Linked DNA regions of Callithrix jacchus: region 1 is linked to region 2. The links are chromatin contacts, called in public Hi-C maps. All regions are on one chromosome and are shown on one strand. The core of a region is the stretch at or near the end of the contact, and the rest is flanking DNA. Distances in the headings are between cores, read along the strand shown.

What was found. Hi-C and Micro-C count contacts between places; a contact is called where the count stands out from the background.
Region 1: a Hi-C map of skeletal muscle shows a contact between it and region 2, with 7 times the contacts expected there. The contact joins the promoter of MEOX2 here to the enhancer-like site in region 2. A contact is called at or near these places in 2 of 3 Hi-C or Micro-C datasets (both in skeletal muscle).

Annotation. Positions count from the first base shown.
Region 1 is chr11:42,792,729-42,796,342 of calJac240_pri, reverse strand. MEOX2 (mesenchyme homeobox 2) reads right to left here and starts at 2,355. Exons shown (of 3, transcript XM_002751547.8): 1 at 1,563-2,355. The coding sequence starts at 2,076. It overlaps LOC144578358 (a long non-coding RNA gene), which reads left to right and starts at 1,522. Exons shown (of 2, transcript XR_013523934.1): 1 at 1,522-3,614.
Region 2 is chr11:42,407,071-42,410,443 of calJac240_pri, reverse strand. No RefSeq gene overlaps it. Among named protein-coding and RNA genes, the nearest start is that of CRPPA, 360 kb to the right of the region's middle. Within about 2 kb of position 1,758, at least 2 of the 16 cell types and tissues checked have an H3K27ac peak or open chromatin away from gene starts, as enhancers often do. A contact at or near this core is called in skeletal muscle, where this site is marked.

The DNA.
Region 1 (3,614 bases), core at 1,106-3,605, 390 kb before region 2:
TATAAAATTGTCACTGCATTCTAAAATCGACGGTTTTTCTAATAAAAATTGAAACCTTCTTACAACGATTAACCTTCCACTATCTAAAGGGAGTTTCACTTATAGTTAGGAAAATACAGTAAATATCAGTGACACCACTGCTAACTTTCTTATAAAAACTAATTTGTGATTGAACATTAAAAGTTCATCCCCTATCCTTGGAAAATAAAAGTTATTTTATTCTTCTGACAGAAGAATCTATCCCATACTAACGCTGAAGAACGATTGATATTGCTGCGAAGGGGAGAGGAATATTAAACATGCGGTCAATCATTTTCATTTATGTGACATCTCACCTAAAGCTTTAAAAAGCATAAACATTCCAATCCTTCAAACCAATATATGGGATTACCTTCTAGGACTATTATTAACCCAGTTCCGCAGAGGAAGAAAAATATACAAATATTATATTAAACAAATAATACCTTCCAAAAAGATGGAAGCCAGGGTGCACCATAGCCACGAAAGAAAACTCACAAGTCTCTCAATTTTAAAGTATCTTTTAACAATTTTATGATAATAGAAGTAGGTCAGAGCTTTGAAAAGTTGTCTGGAAAACTTTGAGTTTCTCTGGATTGCTACAATTTACTCTGCAAGTTGTGCCTTCAAGCACCAGAGGTCAGGAAGATTCCCCTTTTGCGTGGCTGCTCAAATTATCCTCACTGAAATCAGCGCTTCCTGCGCACCCTTGCATACGACCTTCAGGCACGTAGCTAACTGACACTACCCAAGTTGCTGTTCGCTACCCAGTATTTGCCGCAGCTAAAACCAACTTGGTAGAGGGATTTATTTTCCACTCTTGAAATTTAGATTCTGTAATTAACTTACACAACATGAACATGTACTATATTAAGGTTCGTCTTTCTTCCAGCGTGAGCATGTATTTATTTACAATTCTCTGACACATTCCTTAAAATCTGAATTCCTAGATAATATCTTCTTCCCTAAGAAGGGGAAATTTTTACCATTTGAAATAGGGTGCTATTTAAAGAACTCTCAAACAAGAATGTTTAAAAAAAAAAAACTAAAACTTTTTTTTTTTTCTCATGTGCTCTGCCAAGTTCCATTGCAAGTTCCAAATATTGTGCAATAATTTGGAAATCCAGTTTACGATGGGAAAAGTCAAGCCACTCAGAGTCGGGAACTTGCAAGAGAAAAGTCAAGAAGCAGCACCCGCACGCACGCACGCCTGCCCAACGGACGCGGCATCCCTGGGCACACGCCCCTCCCTCCCCCGCGCTGGGATGGAAGGTCACGCTTCGCAATCGATTTCACAGCCACTTGTCCTTTTTTATCAACCTTCTGGTAAACTAGTTTAGGACCTTGGAGAGCTTAGAGCTGCTAGCTGTGTTGCTCTCGGATAAACACGTGCCCCCAAATAACAGGACCAAAGCTTCACCGCCGAATTTAACACATTCCCCTCTTCCCCGCCGCCACCCTCCAGGGCCAGACTCTTCCCTGGCATCTCCCCGCCCCCTTTCCAGGCCGGCGCGCACTCTCGAGGGTGCCTGGCGCTCTCTTACCTGAGCTGTCGCTTTTCCTCTTGCCACCGCTTCGTTTCTCCGCCTCCGCAGGTGACAGTGCCTGGCGACCGTAGTCCCCTGGCGCGCACGAGGCCCCGGTCGGGGTGCTGGAGCCCAAGCTGGAAGAGTTGGAACACAGGACAGGCGGGCTGCTCCCCAACTCTGGGGGTCCTCCGGAGTCGGGCTGGAGGCAGAGGCTGTGCCGAGCCGCAGTCGGTGGGGAGGACATCTGCGGGAGGTGCCAATTGGTTTGCAGAGCCTGGTGCTGCTGCTGCTGATGGTGGTGATGGTGGTGATGATGGTGGTGGTGGTGCCCCCTGTGATGCTGGCTGGCAAACATGCCCTCTTCGTTGGGGTATCCCGCGATTATGCAAGATGAGGAAGAAGTAGAGAGCTCGGGGTAAGACATATGGTCAGATCTTCCATGCAGGGCTAGAGAGGATTGGGAGAACGGGTGCAAGCCTTGTGCCGTGGCGTGAGGGCTGCGCAGGCAGCCAAAGAGCGGGTGTTCCATAGCATGCAAGTTTCGGGTTCCAGGCAGAAGACTTCACGGCGGTTCTAAAGGCCACCACCCTCTGTCACTTTTCACTGGAAACCGTGTGATGTTTTTTACCCCTCTCAAAGCAATAGCCGTGCACTTCTGCAGAGCTCGGATAATCCCGGTCCTGAGCCCTAACGGCCAGTCTCCTTTACATATGAACAGTCGGACCTGGAAGAGCTTCCCTGAGCTACTCAGATGTCAAGAGTGGGAGAGGTTGAAGCCAAAAGAAGGTGGTCCCAGTGAACTGCCTTCAGGGGGAAATGGCTCTGAGAGGTTATAAATAGACTGTAACGTGAGCTGGGGGCTGGCTTAGGAGCCCAGAGTTGACCACATGCAAACTCCCTCCAAAACTCCCGCTCAGTCTGCGCCACGCGCTCCCAGTTCCACTTCCTATCGCCGGCTGGACAGACGCAGAGCGTCCACGCCCGCCTAGCCCTGCCAGCTACCAGGACTACAAGCGGCGCGCCAGCGTCTAAATCCCGCCCGGGAGGGCAGCGGCTCTGCCCTCCAGACTCTGGAGGCCAGGGCGCGGCGCGCACCAGCGCCAACCCAGCACCCTGTTTCCCACCTACTAATTTTTCTCTTGGGAAAACGTAACTTGTCAGTGTCATTTGGGAACTGTCACCTGCAGAAAAGCTAGGGATACGCCTAGCCTTTGAGGAACACGAAAGAAGTGATAGGGTTAAAGGAAAAGATCAGAGCTAGCCTGGCGCACTCTGGAAGTTTTTCAAACTTCGCATCTTCCCGTGCCCAGGGCGCCGCCGCGCGCCTAGGTTTTCGCAGTTAGTTTCTGTGGGTGGTGGTTAAGAGGCTGGGACGCCAGGTCTGAGGTTTCGGGGACGTGCACCATGGCCTGGAAAGTGTGGTTCACAGTGCGGAAAGACCTGAGAGGAAGACCTAAGGAAGACCTGGTGGGGTGGGTGGGAGGTAAGCGCGAATTGCAGATGCCTGCTCTCTGGCATCCTCACGTGCGATGCCCGGTGGAGTCTCCCTCCCCCCCGCTTTCCTGGTCTCGCTCAATTTCCTAGCCACTCGTCCACCAAGAAGAAATTTTCCTGGGTCAAGAATTATTTCCAAGCGATTTTGTCCCAGTCACATGAGATGTGTAGATTTGCATGCACATTTCTAGCCTCTCCCCTCCGGAGCTAGCCCAGGTCTCTTCAGTTCCCTCTAGAAATCCACTCTTCTGCTCAAAAATAAATCCACTAATCGTGTCTCTTAACACCACTGCTCCATTTACTGAGAAATCTTAAATTTCGATAGCTCTAAGAATTCACTAAGCTTGGGCGCTTGATTACATCTTTGCATCCCTGAAAATAAACTCGATAACTTGCCTCCAGTAAGCATGGGAGAGCGAGGGCAGGGCTTTGATACTGCCACTTGCTTGGTGAGCGACAAGATCCGCTGGGGCACAGTCGTTTATACACAAGTGAATGGGCTTTAATGAGCAGGAGGAACAGTCACGTCGGATCTGGGACGTGTCGGATCAGGAGAATATCTGTAGTCACCTA
Region 2 (3,373 bases), core at 509-3,008:
ACAGCACTTTTAAAAACCATTATGTAACTATTTTCCCTTTCTTCAGATCTGAAGATTTCCCATGACTAAAGCATTAATCCATTGTCTCTAACTTCTGCCACTAATAATATTATCTAAAAAGTTTAACTTTTTCTTCAAACTTTTTTCCCTCCCACAGGAAGAAAAGTTTTAAAATCTTACCACACAAGTCATCTTTTTTTTCTGCATTCTAAAAGATGAATTTTGCCAAAAGTAGAGATCTATGAGTAAACTATATAAAGCAAATAAATAGGCAAAAAATATATTTTGAATGAAGTAAATGTTTTCAATCAGAGTCTTCCTATCTGTAAGGTCTCTTTCTTTTTATGAGTCATTTTTACTTGAGGGCCTTTATGAATATTAGGATCACAAAAATGACTCTTGGAAATGATGTAGTAGGCAGCTGACATTTCCATGGATATCCATATTTCAGAATAATTCTTGTAATATCAACACAAATGTTTCTTTTTTTCCATTAACTATAGTATCTTCAAATTTGGTGATACTGAAACACCAAATAAATCTCAGCCACTCTTAGCTGATAAAGAGAACATTGGATTCTGAAGCCATAATCAAATTCCTGTATTGCAACCCTGCTTATTGTTTCAACAGAGGAGCTGAGTGCAAATGTGTGGGAAGAATGTTTATCATCTTCTTACAGATCAGAAAGTGATGCATAGGGATTAAACTATATTTATGAGGTCAACAAAACATTAACAGAACTGTGATGAGCCAAATCTGCATTCCATAAAAAGTCTAAAATTAAACTGGGTTTCCAAATGACATGTAACTAGTATTTGAAAACGTCTTATAAAATTAATGTATTCCTGTCTCTATGCTTTTCACTTCAGCTCTAATTTGGACTGTCAACATTTTATTATATTCACAGGAAATTCCTGGTGGAGTTTGTCAATTGGTCTCAGAGCATAAAGTTCTAAGTCACAAACATATACATATGCATTTTTTAAAATTTAAATAATGTGTATCTCTAAAATGCACCATATCATCCGTGCTAAGTAAACCTAACCTAGGTCTGGCAGACACCATTGGAAGGCTACAGATATCCCTGTGGATATTTGTACAAAAAAGATTTTGCTTTTAAATGAGGAAAAGAACTGCAGAAATGCAAATTCTCACTCTTCTTAGCTTGGCTCTAACAGCTATTTTCTGGCCAGTCAGAGGATGCTAATAATTGACCTGGATGGAAAAATATGACTGTAGCTGTCTTTTTTTCTAATTATTCAGAATCTTAATGATTGCAATTCAAAACCTTAATGATTGCAAATCTTAATTGATTTGTTCTTTTGGGCACTCATATGAATGATTTCTATATTGTGCTGAATTTTAGTAAAAATTGGTAGATGTGTTTTAGTGAAAGTCAGTAGCCATCTCTGTCCATTAGTATCTCCAACATTTTAAGAAACAAGCTTCTCCTCAAAGATGGTCTGATAATATTCTTACAAATTCTTTTCAGATTTGAATTACAGCTAAGATAGTAACATATGTAGCATCTCACTCTCTCTATGTGTGGGTGAGAGAGAGTGAGCAAATAAGCCAAAAATAAGGATTTTGCAGACAAGCCTCAGATGAATGCCTCAGAGACTTCTTAGTCCAACTGCATTTTCTGTAGTTAGCATACAATCTACCCTGTGTGAAAACACTCACAAATAAACAGGAATCTGAGCTCAGCAACACTCCTGCTTACTTTCTCTTCCTCTCTCCGCCCCTCCACAAGTCTTTTCACTTCCTAATCTGCCAAATCAAATGCTAAATCAGGAGCAATAGCCTACAATTAGCTTTTTCAATTAAAATGTAGAGTTCAAAGTTGACTCCAGAGTGAGTAATTGCTTTTGAAAACCACAACCAGCAGGCAGCTGCCAGATTATTACAACAGTTTATTTAACCTCAAAACATCTGATCAATTTTATTATCTGGGCAGAAGGCAGATATCCTGGAGAGGATTTTAAATATACTATACATCCTAGTTGTGTGAGAGAAAATTAAAATTCTTCAACACCATAAATATCCTTTTGCCATCACCTTGCTGAGAAAACAAACTCAAACCACACTTTCTTCATTCGAAAGTCAACAGAAAGGAAGAACACTGTGACATTCAGCTAGGGTCGGAGTGTGGGGAAGGGGCCAGGAACAGACAATTTACAAAATTACAAGGTTTGAAAACATTCAAACATCCGGCTCATGATGTTTGGGGTTTTTATTCATCCAGAAAGGAAAAGTAGAGAGGGCTGCCAACGTCACCAAAACAAAGAGTATCATGTTTCCAGAATCCTGATTTGGCTGCCTTCACACTGGCGACCTTATTATTTGGAAATCCACTCTATGGCTCCAGTGACGCCGTGGTTGAAACCGTGGTAATACGTACATTGACTGGAGGGCTCTCAGAACTCTTGCCTCCACAGAGGGGCACCTCGAGGAATTTCTCCCAACTCCTTTTTTCTGACCTTACTACCCAAAGCCTACCAGCCTTTCCTGCACATCTTGGTTTTAATTCCACAATGTCTCTGCAAGCCCATTAGAACCTACGACATTAAGCAGGTTGTATTATTTGAGCCCCTCCCCAATCTTCAGAGGCAATATTAGGTAAGAACATAGACACTAGCAGTCTTTCTGAATTACGATCCCAGTTCAACCATTTACTATTAAATAACAAGATGAACTCCAGCAAATAACTTTTCTGTTGCTCATTTTCCTCATTCATAACACCACACCTGTGTTGTGAAGACTGAACAATTATCATGTGTAAAGTGTTTACACTTGTGCCTGATACATAGTAAGTGCTACGCAAGTTTTAGCTGTTGGTTTTTATCACTCACTCCAGATGCAGGCTTTAGTTCCCCCTGGCTCTCAGTCTTGCCTGTTAGACAGTTTTACCCGGTCTCAGGCCCAGCTCCCAGCTCTTGGAACATCTCTTCAGATAGTCTGGATGAGGGTTCACACAGTTAGATACCTGGGCTGTGCTTGTGCCCTTACTCTGAGGTCTCTTTGTAAGAAAGCTGTAATACATTCATGTACCTCTTATATTTCCAGAAGTTTAACCACCTTGAACAATGTCCCAGATAGATGCAGAACACAAGTAACTCTCAACTGTAGTTGTCTCCAAAATAAATCATCCTTCGCTACCACAAGAGTGTTGCTGGATACTACTTCCCATCTCTGCATTTGAGGAATATTTCCATTGACTCTTTTCTGCCCTAGTCCAACAAATGTCAATTTGACAGGAAAAAAAAAATACATTCTTATCACAAGACAATTTAGAAAGTGTTCATTGCAAATAAACCATTTAATTCTAGAAAACGACACTTCAGTGTCCCCAAAAACACAAGAACACCATCTT